Regions from separate parts of the Sus scrofa genome. Here region 1 is linked to region 2. Evidence: chromatin contacts called from public HiChIP or PLAC-seq data. All regions are on one chromosome and are shown on one strand. Each heading gives the region's core, a stretch centred on a gene start, on an enhancer-like site or on the middle of the called end of the contact. The rest is flanking DNA. Distances are from core to core; before and after follow the strand shown. Region 1 overlaps ADCY5 (adenylate cyclase type 5). Region 2 overlaps HACD2 (very-long-chain (3R)-3-hydroxyacyl-CoA dehydratase 2).

Region 1 (5,208 bases), core at 1,930-4,429, 170 kb before region 2:
GTGTAGGTCGCTGACACGGCTTGGATCTGGTGTTGCTGTGGCTCTGGCGTAGGCCAGCGGCTACAGCTCCAATTAGATCCCTAGCCTGGGAGCCTCCATATGCCACAGGTTCGGCCCTAGAAAAGACAAAAAAAAAAAAAAAAAAAAAAACAGAAAAAGAAGTCTCTTGCCAGAGTTTCCGCTATAGCGCAGTGGGTTAAGAATCTGACTGCAGCAGCTCATGTTGCTGCGGAGATAAGGGTTCGATGCCCGGCCCAGCACAGTGGGTTGAAGGATCTGATGCTGCCTCAGCTGTGGCATAGGTGGCAGCTGCAGCTTGGATTCAATCCCTGGCCCAGGAACTTCCATATACTGTGGGTGTGGCCATTAAATAAAAGAGTCTCTTGCCAAAGAGATGGAGCTTTGTGAATAGGTAGAAAGGGCAAAGAATTTATCACAGAAATTATCACAACTATATTTCAATAAAACTTAAAAAACAGTGCAAAGGGAAAGGGAGTTGCTGGTGAGGCATCTGGGGGACTCTGATTCTGCCTCAAGGACTGTGGATGGCAGTAAAGCCAAGTCAGGGGTAGGCCCTGCCGAAGTGTGTGACAAGAGGAAAGACAGAGGCCCCTGTCCCCTCCGCAGCCTGGCTCTGCAGGAATGTGAAGTGGATCAGGGTGGCCCCCGCGCTAGGCAAGCTTGCAGGCCCGCTCTCAGGTCTCCCACTGGCTTTACCAGTCATTGGTCCAGGCCAAGAGGGAGGAGATTCTCTTGATTGTCCTGGGGAGTTTGCAAGGCTCACAGCTCTGCCCTAACACCAGGGTGGGGTGGGGTGGGGCTGCCCAGCTGAGTTCCAGGCTCCCACCTTCCGGAGATGGACAAGCTCTTCAGGGAGAAGAAAGCCAGATGGAAAAGTGCCCGCCCACGGGGCTAAATTTAGGCTCCACAGCAGCAGAGGCAGCTCCTCTTGCATAGGCCCCTCTGAAAGTCAGCTAAGGAGGTTTACACTATGGGGCCACCCAGAAGGGCAAGAAAACACACACACACACACACACACACACACACACACACACACACACGGACATACACGGACACACACACACACCCTTCCTCCCAGCAGGCCTGGTGAATGCTCCTTCCTGCCCTGTAAGGGGGAGGGAATCCGTCTGTCCTTTACTCCCTGCAGCTCTGAACCCAGGAAGGCCCCACCAGCTATTATTAGCCACGTGACCTCCTGACTCCCAGGTCAGAGGGCCTGAGGTGGCTGGATCCCAAGAAAAGGCCCTGAGGGAGATTTAATAATAAACAGCCTTAAGCCCCCAGCTGCAGATGGGACCAGCTGTCTCCTCTGAGAACGGAGCAGGACGGGAGCAGGACGGCGCAACAGGACACATTATCAAGGCATTTGGTTGGACTTGAGGATGAACCTTGCAACCAAGGGAAAGCTAAAACACGGAGTCACGGAGTCCGGTCCCGGAACATGACTGCGGCACAGAAGGCTGCCTCTCCCTCTGGGCCAAGTCACGTGCGGCCCACCTGTAGACCAGGGGTGACTTATGCTGTGCAGCCCTCGACAACACCAGCTCGTATCTGCACTGCCACTGGCTATACGCCTCTGATACACTCCCTCAGGCCCAGAGGGAGTGAGCCTGTTGAGAGAGCCCCTAACCCTAACCCTAACCCTAGCCAGTTGAGAGCCTGGCGCAGGGCACACAGTGGGTAAGGGCCGGAGCTGGGATTTGAAGCCAGGTGTGTCCTTGTAAAGCCACCATCACATGCACTGCCCTTGTTCTGACCCCAGGACCAAGCTCCAGGGGCCATTTCAATTCATTGCCTGAGAAACTGGTCCTTCGCTGCCCCTTCCCATGAAACAGAGGAGCTGGCCCAAAGCCCGAGGACACCTCTTCTCTCCCATGCTCCCACTCTGATGCTTGGCTCTGGGACAATCTCTGAGCCCCAACTCTTCTCATTTGAGGAGTACCACTGTCGTCTCCTTGCTGCTACTGAAGCCACCCCTCCTTCTGTGGCCTTCAGCTCAGGGAAGGAGGGCACAACGGGACTTGAGAGATGCAGGCACCAAGTGCAGGACCAGCCCTTCAGTCTCCTTGAAGTCCCTGGGACCCCACCCCCGTCCTCAAAGTCATAATATTTACAGGGAACACTGCAAAGCCAGCCACCCCACAGCTCCGCCTGGCTGGCAAGTTACTGCAAACAGCAGATGTCTCTGAACAATATGAACACAGCCCCCTCTCCTCAAGCTCTGCACCCCTCCTCCCCCCGGTAAACAAACAAGCAAGCCACTGGGGCCGAGCGAGCTGCCCTTCCTGCAGAGGTCACCCTGGAGTCCACGCTGAACTCCACTCAAGCACGTCCTTCTAGGGGCAAAGAATGTCCACTGCTGACATACACACGCACTCACAACCAGGGCTATAATCTGTGTGGGTGTGTGATTGGGGGGGGGGGGATGAAGGGACCAAGGCGGAGGCAAGGGGGCAGTGGAGAAAGGACAGAGAGAATATCAATAGAGCCAAAAGGCTTATTTTATTAAAACCTTTTATAAATAAGTCCCACTTAGCTCCAGCCAGACATGCAGTGTCAGTGCCAGAAATCCTGGCTCCTCTACTTTCTGGAGACGTAGCTGCTGAGACAGAGGTATGCGCAGGGTGGGAGGGAAGACCTGCCATGCACCCTCAGGACCCCGAGTTCCAGGGAGAAGGACCCCCAGCCCAGCCTCTCATCTTCCTGGCATGCTGCCAGTGAGGCCCCAGCTCTCTGCCTGAGACCCTCCGGGCAGAACTGAGGAGCTCCCAGAGCAGGCCCCGTCTTCCATTCAGGGGACCTTCTGTTCTGATCGGCCCAGGGCAGTCCTGGTTAATGGCTGATGTCCCAGAGCAGTTATTCACAGGGCCCCCTCCCCTTTCACTGCCCCAAGTGTCCTGGTTTTGATACTAAATTATGTGCTCAATGTAATCTGACCTTCTCAAAGCTCCTGAGCCCTGGGCCCAAATCTGTCACCAAGGTGGACACCCCACCCTCCCTGGGCAGGTCCAAGAACCTTCAAGAAATGCTCCTGACCAGCTTCCCTGACTCTCTAGGCTGTAGAAACTTTCTTCCCACACTGCCTGCCAACCACCCATGCCTGTGACTTCTAGAAGGGGCCCAGCTGGGTCTTCTCAACGTTGCACAAGTGACCAAAGGTCATGAGCCAACAGAAAACAGCCACTCCAGGAGAGAGAAAGGAGGAAGCCAGAAGTATCACCCAGCACTGCTCATGGATGGATCAGAATCCGAGAGGAGTCACTGTATCCTCAAGAAGAGAAACATACTCTCCCTTAAGCTCTAGTCTGTTCATTCATTCAACAAAAATTGGTTAAATATCAACCAGGCTCAAGGCTATATCCTATGGTCCATGGAACCAGAACCCACAAGATTAAAGTATATATACAACCTAGAAATTTGGATGCAGATAACACACACACACACACACACACACACACACACACACACAGATTTAGTTATTTGTCCTTGTGAGTCATGAGCTATCCCAGGAATAATCTGAAAATCACTAGAATCAGGCTTTGCAATGCATTAGGGATTTTTTCCAATATATTTATCTCCTTGTGATGTTTTAGCTGTGATACTACATTGTTATTCAAATGAGCCTGGATTCTGAGACCTCTTCTATGTTCTCAGAAAATGCCAAAGTTTGGGGAAGCAGGCCATGGGGAAAAATCAATTTGATCAAATTTATCAGTCTGGAAGTATGTTTTAATTGCCCACGATGTGACCTGCATGCAGGAGGCTGAGCGTAAACCACATGGAAACATGAGGTGAGAATAAAAAAACATTCAACTCTGACAGCCTGCAGAGAGAAGCCTGCTTCCTGCTCGGGAGGACATTCATCTCGGCCCAACCCAGTCACAGACATGGGACCTTCAAACCAAGTGACACAATAACCTCTCTTTAAAAGGCCTATTAGCAGATGAAAGACAGAATTTATCTTCATTCAACTTTAATTAGACAAACATGTATACTGAGGCCAGTGGCAGGCCAGGCACTCTGCTAGGGCTGGAGAAATCAGCATCAAATAAGGCTGATCTTCGATCTTGAGATACAACCAGTCCAGGGAGAAAGATAAATAAAACCAGGAGGGCACAACAGCCAGGTGAGTTTGGTCACAGAGGAACCTCAAAGAGGGAAAGAAAGAGCCCATCCCTGAATGCTGTGGCATGGCCCAGGAAGGCTTCCTGGAGGAGGTGATTTTTAATTTTTTTATTTATTTTTTTTTTTTTTTGCTTTATAGGGCCTATGGAAGTTCCCAGGCTAGGTGTCTACACTACAGCAATGCAGGATCTGAGCCATGTCAGCAACCTACATCACAGCTCACAGCAATACCAGCTTCTGGACCCACTGAGCAAGGCCAAGTATCTCATGGATACTAGTCGGATACTGAGCTATGGATGGGAACTCCACAGAGGAGGTGATGTTTGACTTGGATTCTGGAATGCAGATGGGTGGTGGCAGAGTGGGAAGCAGTTGGAGGGACTTAAAAGCCTTCTAAGAAAGACTGGAGAGGCAGCTGTGCAGGCATATAGGGCAGATGGGGGAAAGCCAATAAGCGGAGCCAGAATGGCCTGGAAGCCATGTGCTCAGGCCTGAGTTACGGAAACAGAGCATTACAGCTGTGTGGCAGGTGCACCAGAGGGAGCGAGCTGGCCGAGGCAGGGGGCCCGGTTAAAAGGCTGTGCAGTGGAGTAGGTAAGAGATGATGAGGGCTCACCAGGGTGGTCTGGGAAGGGATACGGGAGGTGAAGGAATGGAGAGGGAGTTTCAGAGTCAAAACCATTAGCGCAGATGACCAGTTGAAAGTGGGAGGCGAGGAGAGGGAGTCATCAAGGGTGACTCCCAGTTTTTAACTGGGCCACAGGGGATGATGACGCCAGAGAACAAGACGGAGAAGAGAGGTGGAAGAGAAGCTGGCCTTGCCGGCGACCATGGGGCATACGAATCAAGCCGGGCACATGATGGGTTTGAGGGACTCCCAGGGACAAAAGACCCTGGGAGCCACAGACAGGTGGAAAGCTACAGGCGGCTCTCCAGAGAGATCTGGGCCAAAGAGACAGAGCCACTGAATCCTAGAGGGGGGGAAGATCAGCTGGAAGAAGCGAGCCCAATATGGAACCTGGGGAGCACTTCGCTGCTTAAGGGGGAAGGAGAGGACAGGGG
Region 2 (5,108 bases), core at 1,103-3,602:
ACAAACAAAAAAAACCCTTTTTTTTTTTTTTTTTGTCTTTCTCTTTTGGGGGCTGCACCTGCAGCATATGGAGGTTCCCAGGCTAAGGGTCCAATAGGAGCTGTAGCCACCGGCCTACACCAGGGCCACAGCAACAAGGGATCCAAGCCTCGTCTTCGACCTGCACCACAGCTCACGGCAATGCTGGATCCTTAACCCACCGAGCAAGGCCAGGGATTGAACCCGTGTCCTCATGGAAACCAGTCAGGTTCATTAACCGCTGAGCCACGACGGGAACTCCCAAAAAAAACCCCAAATTAATAGATACAGAGAATAGGCTGGTGGTTGTTAGAGGCAGGGAGTAAGGAGAATGGGTGAAGGTGACTGTAAGGTACAAATTCCTAGTGATAATACAAATCAGTCCTGGGGATGCAATGCACAACATGATGACTATAGTTAACAATACTGCACTGCATATTTGAAAGTTGCTAAGAGAGATCTTAAAAGTCCTTATCACAAGAAAGATAAATTATAACTCTATAAGGTAATGGATGTTAACTAAACTTATTTTGGTGATCATTTTACAATCTATACATATAACAAATCATTATGATGTACACCTGAAATGAATGTTACATGTCAATTATACCATATATTAATTTTTTTAAAATGTCAACACATATTCAAAAGGGCTATCCCTTGCCTCACCCCCACACCAGAAATCTTGTTCTTGAATCAACAGAGAGCAAACAACCCACTTTAAAGAAGTTGGGACATGGAAACTGATTTGGAAGGACCAAGGCTTGACTCTCACAGAAATGAATTCCTTATGTGGAATTTTTTGGGGGGGCCACACCTGCAGCATGTGTGAGTTCCTGGGCCAGGGATTGAACCTGTGCCCCAGCAGTGACCCAAGCCACAACAGTGGCAATGCCAGATCCTTAACCCGCTGAGCCACCAGAGGACTCCTGGAATTTTAGTTTATTGTTTCTGGAGGCTAAGAAACAATAAAAACTTTTTGCCAAGTTGCATTGTGACAACCATGAACAAGAAGCAATTCCAACCCATGCTAAGAACCAGTGGCTCTGAAGCACTCACTCACAAAGAAATGCAATTTAAGAAAAAAAAAAAAAAAAAGAAGAATATGGAAGAGTTATAGTTATATAAATCTAAAAAAGGAATATTACACTAGGGATAGAATAAAACTTTTAACATTCTATGACATTATTATTGTTAATAATAAAGCTACCATTTTATTGGGCAATTTTCAATATCGTCATGTCTCAGGCATTAAGCCAAGTATTTCTCAGGCATGTCCTATTTCATTTTCACAGTAACTCTAGAAGTAGGTATTATTTTCCCCCCCTTTAATTGATGTAGAAACAAAGGCATCCACAAGTTCAGTTACTTCCTGAAAGTCACAGCCAATCAAAAACCCAGGTCTGACTGAGGTCTAGACTTCTCATCAACAATGTATAACCCAAAGACATCTCAAGGCTCTAATAAGTTTCTAAAGGACCAAGTTGTTAGAGTAAAAAGTTTCAGAAAGCCACAGGAAAATAAACCATCATTCCAAAAGTAAACATAAGTATGAGTAAAAAAAATAGAGCACTGCCTTTAGGCAAATGCTAGAAACAACTTCTTGATTATTACTGATTTTTTTTTTTTAAGGAACTGAAAACTTTTTTTTTTTTTTTTTTTTTTTTTTGGTCTTTTGTCTTTTTAGGGCCATACTCGTGGCATATGGAGGTTCCCAGATCCGAGCTGTGTCTGCAACCTATACCACAGCTCACAGCAATGCCACATCCTTAACCCACTGAACCAGGCCAGAGATCAGACCTGTAACCTCATGGTTACTAGTCAGGTTCGTTAACCACTGAACCACGACGGGAACTCTGAAACTGAAGACATTTTGAAAGAAGTTTTGGAAATTTTCACCAGAATTTGGTAAGATTACGATCAAATGTTCACTAGTTCCCACTAGTAGTCCATGAACTGTCAGGTGCTGGGATTCAAAAATCAACAGGAAACAGTTCTTGTCCTCAAAAAATTCAGTGGTGTTGGTGGGAAATATAGGTAGAGTGACAGTGCATAATACAGTCTGCAAAGTGTAACAGCAGACTGAGCGGCAGGGCATGACAGAGAAGTGAGGAAGGCATGTCATCAAGCCCATGGGGGATAGGAAAGTTTACTGGGGAAAGTTGTCACCTGAAGGGGGTGGGCTACCATTCCAGGCAGAGCACAAAGCGTGGGCACAGACCAGAGGCAGGAAGTAGTCCAGGAACACGGTATATAGGGGGTGGAGTACGACCCACAAGAAGGTCAAGGTTACTGAAGTGTGGAGTGGGAGGCAGGGAAGGGACTTGCATAAGGCTGGGGAAGTGGGCAGGGTCCAAATCACGAAGAAGTTGAAACTAGTGAGAAGGTTTAAGCACAGAAGTGACATGCTCAGAATTATCATTTAACTAAATCCCTCAAGGGTTAAGAAGCATGGACTTGGAACCACACAGCCATAGGTTCAACTTCTGGCTCTAGGGCTTATTTGCTGTGTGAACCTTGGCAAGATACAAAACCTTCTAAGCCTCAGTCTTATCAACTATAAGTAAACAGATAATGAATGTGAAGCACTGGAACACAGTAAATGCACACATTATAATGACTGCTCTTACTATTATTAATATTACAAGTCGACACGTCCAGGGAGACCCATATGGGAGTCCAGATGAGACATATTCAGGCCCCGAATAAGGATGGGGAAAAAAACCCAAAACAAAAACAGGACAATCTGAGAACTGTTGAGGAAACAGAACTGAGAAGACCTGATAACCACCTGGTTAAGGGCGAGTGGGTTAGAGACAGAGAGAGGAGACCATGGATGAGCCTGGGTGACTGAATGGATGGTGGTTGGAAGCCGGTGGAGCACCGGACAAGAAAAATGTGGGAGGCAGAATAAGTGAGGAAGTGTGAGTCATGCTGCGGAGGACATGTACATCCAGGAGGCCACTGGATGAGACTGGAGTCTGGGGTGCAGGTGTGACTTGGAGCTAAAGAAGTGGATGTCGTGCGTATTTCAACTCACAAGAAGGGAAGAGGTCACCCACAGAGGGTCTGTTCAGTTAGAAGAGCAAAGAGCTAGGCCAGATGCTGGTAATACCCACAATTAAGGGGCAAGGAGAGAGAGTCCCCCAAAGAAGGGGACCACAGAGGACCAGAAAAGGCAGGGGGGCTCAGCATAACATAAGCTAAAAGAGCAGGATGTCACAGAGGGAGCCATCAGTGGTGCCCAATGGAGTTGACAGGTTCAGTAAACTCCAAACATGTCTTTGAAATTTTACAGAAACTGATGCTAGGTTTTAGACCAGAGGCAATTTTAGTAGAACAAGAGGGACAGAAGCACTACTGCTGTGTTAAGGTATAAATAGGAGTATGGAAGTGGAAAGAACATACCAGAAATCTGATAAAAGAGATGCGGAGGAATTATGCAGAAATACAGGAGGAAGGTAGGGTCAAAGGTTAGGTTAATAATATTTTTTAGGGAGTTCCCACTGTGGCTCAGCAGGTTAATAACTTGACATGGTGTCTCTGAGGATGCAGGTTCAATTCCTGGCCTTGCTCAGTGGGTTAAGGACCCGGTGTTCCCACAAGCTGTAGCATAGGCTGCAGTTACGGCATTGCTGTGGCTGTGGCATAGGCTGGCAGTTGCAGCTCCAATTCAACCCCTAGCCTGGGAACCTCCATATGCTGCAAGTGTGATCCACCCCTGAAAAAAAAAAGGGAAAAAATATTTTTGGAACACTCTGAGCATTTTCTGAGCTGCGGAAAAGGCAGATGACCCAGGATGATGAAGCAAGGGAGAGAATCATTGACGCAACAAGGTTCTTAAGAAAATAGGAAGGGGATTTCCCTTCGTGGCTCAGTGGTTAACGAATCTGACTAGGAACCATGAGTTTGCGGGTTTGATCCTAGCCCCACTCAGTGGGTTAAGGATCCGGTGTTGCCGTGAGCTGTGGTGCAGGTTGCAGATGAGGCTCAGATCCCTAGTTGCTGTGGCTGTGACGCAGGCCATAGGCTACAGCACCGATTGACCCCAAGCCTGGGAACCTCCATATGCCTCAGGTGCAGCCTAGAAAAGACAAAAAAAAAAAAAAAAAAAAAAAAAAAGAAAGGAAAGAAAAGAAAATAGGAAGGAATTTTCAAGTATCTCCTGTGTGTCAGGCATCACACTAAGGCCTAGGGACACCTGTGGACAAGCCATCGGAGCAGAGTGGGATGGTGATATCAGTCCTCAGAGGCCTCCCGCCAGAGGAGCGCCCATCTGAAGGCGGGTCTCCTGAGCCTATGCCTGTTCACCTCTCTACCCCCACTGCCCAACAGTGTCTGGCCCCACCTGGTGGGCATTCAATCATGTTCTTGGTTTGAAGGAATAAATACACTTATCAGAAACTTTATTTCCAGGGGTAGAAATTTTATAAACAGGAATGAGAATATATTCTAAGACAGATAAAAGAAATTTTAGGTATTAAAATGCAATGAAATATTAATTAAAATAGTAACATATGCTCAGAAAACATGCATCTGAGAGCTTTGTACAGAGGCAGCTGAAAGTTAGGAGGCGGGGGAGTCTGGGGGTACAGGGCTCAGTCACGTGGAAAAGGCCTGGTTCCAGAACTCTCTCTGGCTGAATATATCCCTCCAATTCAGAAATTTAAGCACTTAAGAAGGGACACAATTTTTCATCTCAAAACTATAGATAAAGTACTAAAAAGGAGATGTGAGACTGACTATATGTTAGCTGAGACCCATTTGCCATAAAGTACAGTCAATCCAGTTAGGCTCTGGCACATATTGCCCAGGATCCAAGTAAGGGTGCACCATTTACTGGCTGTGTAACCTGGTCCAGGTCCCTTAACCTTCTTTGGGAAAGCAGACCATGTGATATATCGGTCTCCAAGCTCCTTTCGAATCTCTTGCTTAAAGGTGTGAAAGCAGTTTCTTCACCTTCTGAATCACACATTCCTCTGAGAATCTGAAAGCTATGAATTCTACCCACCTTCTCAAATAAACACATGCATACCCAATTCTGCAAATCATCTGAGAAATCCCGAATTGTAGACCTCCTTCTAGTGGGA

What was found. HiChIP or PLAC-seq counts read pairs in DNA pulled down with a chosen protein or histone mark.
Region 1: a contact with region 2 is called in an H3K27ac HiChIP or PLAC-seq map of alveolar macrophages. The contact joins two enhancer-like sites. A contact is called at or near these places in 2 of 2 datasets of contacts at active chromatin or transcription factors (alveolar macrophages and skeletal muscle).

What each region holds. Positions count from the first base shown.
Region 1 is chr13:137,027,187-137,032,394 of Sscrofa11.1, reverse strand. All of the region lies in intron 1 of ADCY5 (adenylate cyclase type 5), which reads right to left. Among named protein-coding and RNA genes, the nearest start is that of ADCY5, 64 kb to the right of the region's middle. Within about 2 kb of position 3,179, at least 19 of the 83 cell types and tissues checked have an H3K27ac peak or open chromatin away from gene starts, as enhancers often do. A contact at or near this core is called in alveolar macrophages, where this site is marked.
Region 2 is chr13:136,853,930-136,859,037 of Sscrofa11.1, reverse strand. The region is part of intron 3 of HACD2 (very-long-chain (3R)-3-hydroxyacyl-CoA dehydratase 2); the gene reads right to left. Among named protein-coding and RNA genes, the nearest start is that of HACD2, 22 kb to the right of the region's middle. Within about 2 kb of position 2,352, at least 4 of the 83 cell types and tissues checked have an H3K27ac peak or open chromatin away from gene starts, as enhancers often do. A contact at or near this core is called in alveolar macrophages, where this site is marked.